Regions from separate parts of the Mus musculus genome. Here all the other regions are linked to region 1. The links are chromatin contacts, called in public Hi-C maps. All regions are on one chromosome and are shown on one strand. The core of a region is the stretch at or near the end of the contact, and the rest is flanking DNA. Distances in the headings are between cores, read along the strand shown.

The links. Hi-C and Micro-C count contacts between places; a contact is called where the count stands out from the background.
Region 2: a Hi-C map of bone marrow-derived macrophages shows a contact between it and region 1, with 26 read pairs. The contact joins two enhancer-like sites. A contact is called at or near these places in 3 of 484 Hi-C or Micro-C datasets (bone marrow-derived macrophages, embryonic stem cells and erythroblasts), 3 of 115 datasets of contacts at active chromatin or transcription factors (bone marrow-derived macrophages, embryonic basal ganglia and stem cell-derived neural progenitor cells) and 1 of 9 other capture datasets (embryonic stem cells).
Region 3: a Hi-C map of bone marrow-derived macrophages shows a contact between it and region 1, with 26 read pairs. The contact joins two enhancer-like sites. A contact is called at or near these places in 3 of 484 Hi-C or Micro-C datasets (bone marrow-derived macrophages and pre-pro-B cells) and 1 of 115 datasets of contacts at active chromatin or transcription factors (microglia).

The regions. Positions count from the first base shown.
Region 1 is chr9:61,241,113-61,244,083 of GRCm38.p6, reverse strand. No RefSeq gene overlaps it. Among named protein-coding and RNA genes, the nearest start is that of Gm51682, 15 kb to the left of the region's middle. Within about 2 kb of position 1,708, at least 38 of the 459 cell types and tissues checked have an H3K27ac peak or open chromatin away from gene starts, as enhancers often do. A contact at or near this core is called in bone marrow-derived macrophages, where this site is marked.
Region 2 is chr9:61,021,007-61,023,987 of GRCm38.p6, reverse strand. All of the region lies in intron 1 of Gm51680 (a long non-coding RNA gene), which reads left to right. Among named protein-coding and RNA genes, the nearest start is that of Gm5122, 5.4 kb to the right of the region's middle. Within about 2 kb of position 1,472, at least 83 of the 459 cell types and tissues checked have an H3K27ac peak or open chromatin away from gene starts, as enhancers often do. A contact at or near this core is called in bone marrow-derived macrophages, where this site is marked.
Region 3 is chr9:60,990,073-60,993,097 of GRCm38.p6, reverse strand. The region is part of intron 2 of Gm51680 (a long non-coding RNA gene); the gene reads left to right. Among named protein-coding and RNA genes, the nearest start is that of Gm5122, 25 kb to the left of the region's middle. Within about 2 kb of position 1,412, at least 142 of the 459 cell types and tissues checked have an H3K27ac peak or open chromatin away from gene starts, as enhancers often do. A contact at or near this core is called in bone marrow-derived macrophages, where this site is marked.

The DNA of each region.
Region 1 (2,971 bases), core at 459-2,958:
AGGTACAAGGATGAGGTGAAGTTGGAAGTGGTAGAGACTCTTAGCCACCATAACAGAGAGCCTGCCTGGGGAGCCAACCTGGAGAGATAGGACAGGCTAGTTAGGGCGAGAGAGGGAAGGAGTGGAGAGAGAGAAGAGGGGAAGAGGAAAAGAGGGAGAGGAGGCAGAAAGAGTGGAACGGAGGGAGGGCTGGAGGGTGGGTTGGAGGGAGGGAAGGAGGGAGGGAAGGAGGTGTAGAGAGAGGGGGGAGGAAGGGAGGGAGGGAGGGATGGAGGAAGGGAGGTGTAGAGGGAGGGAGGGAAGGGAAGAGGGAGGGAAAGGGGATTTCCACGGTTGGTCTCTGAACCAAAGCTGGATTAACCAATGTATTACTTTCTTTCTTTGAACCCTTGCAGTTGGGTTTCTGTCAGATGAAACCAAAAGAGTTTGATAATACGGTAGTCACCTTTAACTGGAAAATCCCTCCCTGTCTTCAGCACAGGGGAAATTTCTTTATTGTGTGATGAGTCCTCTTCAAAGGCTTCGGTTTCCCAGCCAGTACTCAGTCAGTTGGGCGCTGGATTTCTGAGATTTACTTCATCTTTTTTTTTTTTTTTTTTTTTTTTGTCTTCCCCCTTTCAGGAGACCACGTCAACATTTAATGTGTGTTCTGAGCTACCCCGTCGACTTGACTGATCCTTCCTTCCCTTCCAGGTCTTTTATGATGCTTTTCATTTTAGCCAACAAAAATTTAATTTCTAAAAAAAAAAAACTCTCTCAATTTTTTTTTTTCTTTTCTTTTTCTCAAGACAGGGTTTCTCTGTGTAGCCCTGGCTGTCTGAAACTCTGTAGACCTGGCTGGCCTGGAACTCAGAGATCAACCTGCCTCTGACTTTTGAGTGCTGGGATTCAAGGTGTGTGTCAATAGTCCCAGTTTTCTAAAAACCTTTTATCACCTTCTTGTTCCTTTTGCCTGCCATTCTGAGCTGCTTTTGTTTTTATGGCGATAAAACCCTTTCTTCATTCATTTTCGGGGGCTGGTTATTTATTTATTTATTTATTTATTTATTTATTTATTTATTTATTTAATCAATTGGTCTATAAACTCTCCCAAATCTTTAAATTCATCTAAACTTCATATTTATAGATAATAATAGAGTAATAGATCTAGCCAGGCATGGTGGCACATGCCTAAAGTCATAGCACTTGGGAAGCTGATAGGGGAGGATTGCAAGTGTGTGTGTGTGTGTGTGTGTGTGTGTGTGTGTGTGTAATGGAGATACAGAACCAGGGATTCATACAGCGTTACAGTTAGAGTGACTACTAACAAAAGCAAACATTAAGGGCTGGTGAGAGGGCTCAGTGGTTAAGAGTATTTGCTGTTGTTCTCTCCAAGGCTCGGATTTGATTCCCAGCCCCCAACACCAGAGCCTCACAGTCAGTCGCCCTTAACCAGGACATCTATTGCCCTATTCCTGCCTCAGTGGACACCTGCAGACAAGCAATGAATGTGCACGTGCTCAGGCACGCATACACGTAAAATTAAAGTCGCTAATTAATTAAAAAAAAAAGAACAATAGTAGTAATATAACAATAATAATGATGTTGGTATTTAAGGACATGTTAAAATTTCTAATAAGTAATAAAATTATGGTAAGTATATGAAATTGCTTTTTTAAGAAAAGGAAGTGAAAGCAACTTACTAAGAGGAAGTGTGAGGGGGATTTAGGTTTCTGAATTATGAAATGAGGGTCAAAGTTGCAGCGACTGAGCACTGTGTAAGGAGCCAAGACAATGCAACTGTCCCTGAGGAGACACAGAGATGTGTGGGAATGACTTCCAGTCCTGGGGCATCTCTGGGTCTGGCTACCATTGCATAGCCATTCCAAGTAGTGTGTGGGAAACTCGTCTATCAGCCAGCAGGACCTATGGTTTGGAAAACCACACTCCTGGGTATCAGCTGCATCTGAGACATGTGCATGACAAAAATGTATACTGCAGGACAGACCGAGTCCCGTTTCTCTGTGGTATCCTCCATTTTCTCCCTGATGCTGTCAGGGATGCTGGGAAGGGCCACACTACAGAAATGCAAGTTGTTCTCATGTGTATGCATGTGGGGTGTTTTGTTTTGTTTTGTTGGCTTTGGCTTTGGCTCTGGCTCCAGCTATTTACAATTTAACTCCCAGTGTATTTGCTGGAACCTGGGAAGGAGGGTCACATCATTCTTACCTGACAGGCGTAAGAACGTGGAGATCCTCAATGAACCAGAAAAGCAACGCAAGCTTAAGTTGTTGTCAGTTCAGCGGAGAGAGCCCTTAATTTGGCAGCCGAGAAAATGAAGCCATCAGCCCCACCTCTACCCCCTCCACCATGGCTACTCAGAAACCTCCAGTCTCTGTGCTCTTGGGTCTCGGTGGTCTCTTTGTGCTTCTGTTATTCAGCAGTCTGCAGACGGCCAGACGAGGGCTGCAGTGCTGGGGGAAGAATGAGAGGGAGAGAGCTCTGAAGAAGAAAGAATGACATAAATAATTCAGTGATTGCTGACCATGGGCCATTACATTTCCCATGATCTGTTTTACTGTAGCTGTTATGCCGTGTTAGTCACTGCCAATTCAATTGCAAACCAGGCGTTTCACTGGGCCTAAAGGAGCTGCCCATTGCTCCCAAGATCCAAGACCATGACAGCTTTGGCCTTGAGCTTGCTTAGGCCTCATCTTAAAAGATGGCCAAATGGATTCATACCACAGTGTGGGGGTGGGGGTGGGGGCAGCAGGCTTCTCCTAGCTCCTGTTTGTTCCTGAGCCACTTAGAGTGGGGGGGGGGGGGACAGTCACCTTGCCCTCACCTAGAGACCCTGCTGCTATCTCTAGTGCTCAGAAAACACACAGCTTTCTGGGAGGGGGACCATTTAAAGGGCTCACGTGTTCTATGTAAACAGTAATAATAACTACCAGGATTGTGTATGCTCTGTGGGTGTGAGTGCATATGTATC
Region 2 (2,981 bases), core at 223-2,722, 220 kb after region 1:
CATTGTTGTCACCATCATCTTAGACTTTTTAAAAATTATTTTGAGGTTTATTTTATTGTGCGTGTATGAATGTTTGTCTGCATGTATGCATATGCACCATGGCTGTGGCTAGTGCCCCTAGAAGCCAGAAGCAGTCTTCGGATCCCCTGAGACTGGGGTTATGGATAATGGTGGGTGCTTGTCTTAGTGTTTCATTGCTGTGAAGAGACACCATGGCCACAGCAAGTCTTGTAAAGGAAGACTCCGGAATTGGGGCTGGCTTAGAGTTTCAGAGGTTTAGTCCATTATCGTCATGGTGGGAAGCATGGCAGTGTGCAGGCAGACACGGTGCTGCAGGCAGCAAGGAGAGACTATGTGCCACACAGCATAGTGTGAGCATATAAGCCCTCAAAGCTCATCTCCACAGGAACATACTTTCTACAAAAGCTCACACCTACCCCAACAAGGCCACGCTTCCTGATAGTGACACTCCCTATGACCAAGCACTCAAACACATGAGTCCATAGAGGCCATTCCTATTCAAACCACCACAGTGTTGGAACTGAACCCGAGTCCTTGACCAAGCACCAATTCATTGCAGTTATTTTCACCATCAAGTACTTTTGCTTTACCATCCTAAGTGTCTTCGGACCCAAGCCCCTGACCGTGTTACAGTTACATTGAATTCGTCATTCCCCACATGGTTCTCTGCACCCTCTGGCACCTGCTGCTCCCTCCACCCCATCCCTCTTCCCACTCAGATTCCACCCTTGCCGGCCTTAGAGACATTGCCTAGATGCCCAGTCTATGGCTATCCATGCAACCCTGGGTCCCAGTGCCGATTTATGGTGGATGTCATGCTGAGATGGTACCCGTGAATGACCCAACAGAGATGGGGTCCCAGTTCCCTGAGAGCAGAGACATATCTCTCCACACACGTGTACACACCACACTAGCAGTGCCTGTGCCTGCACACATACACAGACACACATGGACAGATTCACCTTCCTGTCTCTGGAGCAGAAGGACACTTGGTTCTGCCTTCAGGAAGGGCCATCAGACACCCGCAGACAGACTTTCCCCTGTGTGTGTGTGGCTCCAAACCTAGGCTGTGTTTCTGAAGCAGAAAGTGAGAAGAAACTACCCTTGTGATTGGGAGCCCTCAGGCCACGGCCACTGTGTGTCATCTAAAGGAGAACTGAAACTCAGAGTCCCAAATAGAGAAAAGAGAAGCAACGCGGCCAAGCCTGCCCATCCCCTCAGCACAGCAAAGTAAATCCAGTGGTTTGCTCCTTTTTTTTTTTTTTTTTTTTTTTTTCTGCTGTGCTAGCTGTAGGGCTGTAGGATGAGCAAGCCAGAAAGTTCACTGGGGTAATCCCAACACAGGTCACTGGCCTCTGTCTGGTGACTTCAACAGGATCTCATAACTACTCCCCAACCCCTGGCATCCCTCTCCTGGCCTTTGCTTCCCTCTGCTAGGTCCAAGTCAAAACAGTTCCCCTACTAGAGGCCTGGCCCAGCCAGCCCATCACCAGAGCATAGGGCACAGGCCAGAACCAGAGCTTGCGACATGATTCACTTTGTCTGTGGACAGATTGATGCAACTGTGGGTGAGAAGTCGTTCTTCAAATGGAAAAAAAAAAAAACCTGGCTACAATGCAGGGAAAGGTGGGGCTGGGGCTGTATCGGAGCTGCAGGGGCAAAGCTCCACAGTCTCCCCCCACCCCCCCACCCCCTACACACCCCCATCCCAGGCTTGGGCTTTCAAAAGCAACCCTGCTGAGGAGTGTGTATCTTCTACCTAGAAAGATACATTGGGTGAAGAAGGAAAAAGCTCTTGGGTAAAGGGCCCCAGCAGAATGGAGCTCTCTCCCTGGGCAGCCAGCATGTGGCTACACATGATTCTGTTTTTAAATTAGCGCATAATGTGTTAGAAGCCAGTAGGATATCTTCTAACAAAGTGTGAGTCCCTTCCCCTCCCAACCACACTAGCAGTTCCTCTTCCTCCCTTGTGGCTGCCTCTGATCTCTTTCCCCTTTCAAGCGCCAAGTGTCCTGACCCCCGTCCTTTCTCATTACCTAATATTACTTCTCTTGGCCGTCTCTCTAGACTTTTAGATTTTACCCATGCGAATGCCTGTGCATATGTTCACATATGAAGGAAAATGTGTTTTCTGTCTAAGTTTGGGTTTAGCATTGTTTAGCGTTATACTTCCCAGATCCATCCATTTTCCTGAAAATTCTGTGACATCATTTTTCTTCACCACTGCATACTATTTCATCATGTATATGTGCCAGATCCCCATTATCCACTCATCGGTTGATGGACGCATAGGCTGGTCACGTTTCCCTGTTATTGTGAACATAGCAATGGTATGCACATAGGCATGCACACGAGTGTGCAAATGTCTCTGTGGTAGGATATGGAGTGCTTTGGAGTCTAGGAATGCTAGAGCCAGGACACATGATTGTTTTATTTTTAATGTCTGGGGTTTTTTTTTGTTTTTTGAGAAAACTCCAAACTGGTTTGCACAATGGTTGTGCTGACTTGCACTCCTGCCAAGAGTAATGAAGGACCCTTCCCTTCCTCTCCAACCTTTGGGGTCAGATTTCTTAATGGTATCCCTTCTGACTGATGTGAGCAGGTGTCTCAAAGAAGGGCTTTTTTCTTTCAAGATTTTTTTTTGTTTGTTTGTTTGTTTGTATGAGTATTTTGCCTGCATGGATGTATATGTACCACATGGGTGCAGTGCCCGTGGAGGCCAGAAGAGGGCGTTGGATCCCCTGAAACTGGAGCTGTACTCCATTGTGAACTGCCGTCTGGGTGCTGGGAACTGAGCCCAGGTCCTCTACCAGAACAGCAAGTACTCCTAAAGTAGTTTTAACTTGCCTTTCCCTGGTAACGAGGGATGTTGAACACTTTTTAAAACACTAATTGGCTATTTGGCACAGTGTCTTGTAGGAGGCTAGACAACCCTGAGCTTATGCTGAGCGCTCTCTGAG
Region 3 (3,025 bases), core at 163-2,662, 250 kb after region 1:
CACAATGAAAAACTGTGTTCCCTCATAAGAGAGAGGATTCAGCTGCTCCCCCAAGCCATTTGTATGCATGTGGCCTCTGGATCTTAGGGAAGGAGCTAGAATATATACAGTTTGAGAAAGATTAGAGGTAGAGCTATGTAGCCAAGAGGAAGCCATCGTCCATGCTAGGCGAAGACTTCAGAGTGGCTACTTTGGGGGTCACCCACACTCCCAGCAATAACCCCTTACTCATGGGTTCATGGGGTGGAGGAGCTTTGGTGGGTCAAACTTTGGTTGTCATTGGGACTTTAGAAGAAAGGAAATGGACATAGCTTAACCAGCATTCCTGCCTCCCGATGCCCCAGAGAAAAGTCTCATTAAAGCAGCATTCACTAGAAGGGTCTCTTTAATTGTGCAAACCCCAAGATTTGAATCTGAAAAATCCTTTCTGGTATATTTGGCTTTAGGATAAAAACCTGGAAATATGAACCTTCTAGGAAAGTAGGCCTATGAGTTTGCTTCTCCAGGTACCCAGCCTGCAGCAGAGGGAGAACAGAGGTCCTTCCCCTCTTCTCAGTCTCAGAGGCCCTCTACAGTCTTCTCAACTGAAGACTCCTCTCGGCTCCCTCAGCAGGCTAAAGCTTGCCCTCTAGCCCCAGGCCAGCCAAGCCACTTAGCACAGTTTCAGGCCACTGGCTTTTATTTTCCCCATCTTTTGCCTGAAGAAGCCTAAGGTTTGAAGTTTGCCCAAGCCACCCTGTCAGCAAGGAGAGCAAAGCCATTCAAATGCAGGCCTTCGTCGGTGGAAATTGACTCACACCTGAGGGGCCAAGGCAGAGGGCCTTTCCTTCTAATCTCTTCCAGAGTCACCACTGTGCAATTGCTTTTACTGCACATTAGGCTGAGATTTCCCCCCTGTGGTCTACGCAAATATCCTTTATCTGTGCAGGGTGACTCTAGTGGTCCCAGGCAGGAATGATAGGGCCTCAAGGCCCAGGGTCCTTTTCCATCCACAGCTCATCTGTCTCCATCATTATAAAGCCCAGGTACCTCTGTTCAAATAGTGCTGTGCTAATAGCATCAGGACTACACATAAATGGTGCCTGATGAGACCTCAGAGACCGCAAAAAGACACAGTGTGCATAGAGAAGACGAACACTAGTGGTACTATGAAGTGTACAGGGCCCAGAAGAGAGAGAGAGAGAGAGAGAGAGAGAGAGAAAGAGAAAGAAAGAAAGAAAGAAAGAAAGAAAGAAAGAAAGCCTAAAAAGGAAACAGCTGGGGAGAGCACTGGCTTGGAGGACTTCCTGGTGGAGGCAAACTTGAGGTTCTGCAGAAGGTTTGCTATAGACAAGAGTGAAAGCGGAACTGACTGAGCTCAGCCACAAGCAGGAAGGAGCAGGCTTGAAGCTGCCTCTGCCGTCAGAGAGAGGAAGAGAAAGTGTGGCGGCCTGGGGCCACAGGCCTCCTCACTGGGTGTCTCCTTTCTACACATCCTGCTCAGTACCACTAGCCACAGAAAGACAGTGTTCCCGGCACCCTAGGCTGACTGCCTGGTGCTCCGGTTCCCATGAACAGCCTCTAGTGGTTACAGGACTATAAGGGTGCCCAACACCCCACCTGCCGGGTTAAGATCTCACACAAATACATGTGCAAATTCAAGAACACACATACTTGAGCCAAGCAGACTCACATTCTTCCTAGAGTAAAATGGAACTAGGAGGCACACGGTGGCTGGCACGGGCTGTGATGGAGCTGATGCCCCATTGCCATCTGGAAGGGGTGGGTGCCTGAGGCAACGTGGGTCCTGCCCTCATCAAGGAAAATCTCCTTTTCTTTCTGAGGTCCTCGATAAAGGTGCTTATTTTGCATGAGTCCCCTGACAGAGACTTCAGTTGCTGACGTAAAAGTTGTCCGAATTAAAGTGGAGTCCTTTGGGAATCTAATAGAGCAGACAAGACTTGGGGTCAGCTGGTTGTCACTCCCATATGCTGTTATAAAAAATATTTCAAGAGCTCTGGAAAACAGAGCCTTGGACCAAAGGCTACCAGATCTTACCACACGGACAGCACGGACCTGCCAGACCCTGCATGTGGCCCATCCCTGTAAACAAGGACCTTAGAACAGCCATGCTCCCTTCACCTCTAGATGAGCTCGGGCATGCCGGGGATGGGGTAGCCACAGACCCATTTCACCTTTAGAACCGTGGTTTGCAGTCCTGGAGCTGTGGCCCTGTGTGATCCAGCTGCTTGGGAGGCCGAGGCATGAGGATCCCACGTTTAAGCCTCACCTGGGCAGTTTAGTGAGACCTTGCCTCACACGTCAACATTGCATCGATAAAAGGGCTTGTTCACATCGCTCGTCGGTAGGGTGCTTGACTGGCTCGCATGTGCAAGGTCCTGAGTTTAATACCTGGTACTACGAAATAAAATAAATTAAAAGTTGGGGCTGGAAAGATGGCTCTGCAGTTAAGAGTGCTTCTTGCTTTTGCAGAGGACTTAGATTCTGTTCCTCGGCACCCACATTAGGTAGATCAGAACCCAAGGGCAGGGGATCCAGTATCCACTTCTGGCATCTGTATGCACATGGTGCACATAAAGACAAGCAGGCACATGTGTACACATAAATAACAATTTTTAAAAATTAAATCCGCATTAGTATTGTTTTTGCTTCCCCAGATATGCCTATACTCCATCATATAACCCGGATTTGCAAATCTCTAATATTTCAGATTAAACTTGCTTTTATTACAGCCTGGAGATGGTAACCTCTGCTGATGCAGAGGGAAAGCAGACCCTGTATTCACTAAGCAACCAGTGAGTGCTGGCAAAGTCATCCAGGCTTCCCCTACCCTCCCACTGATCACGTGGGCCTCAGCATCCTTAGCCTCCTTCTCAGAGGAAATGGGCAAGGCTCCTGGGATGATGGCTAATACTTCCGGTTTGGCGGGATCTAAATCGCCTAGGCAGTGAGCCTTTAGGTACAGCTGTGAGGGAGTTTCTAGATGAGCAGCAAGAAGTGGGAGGGCCGGTCCTAACCGTGGGGA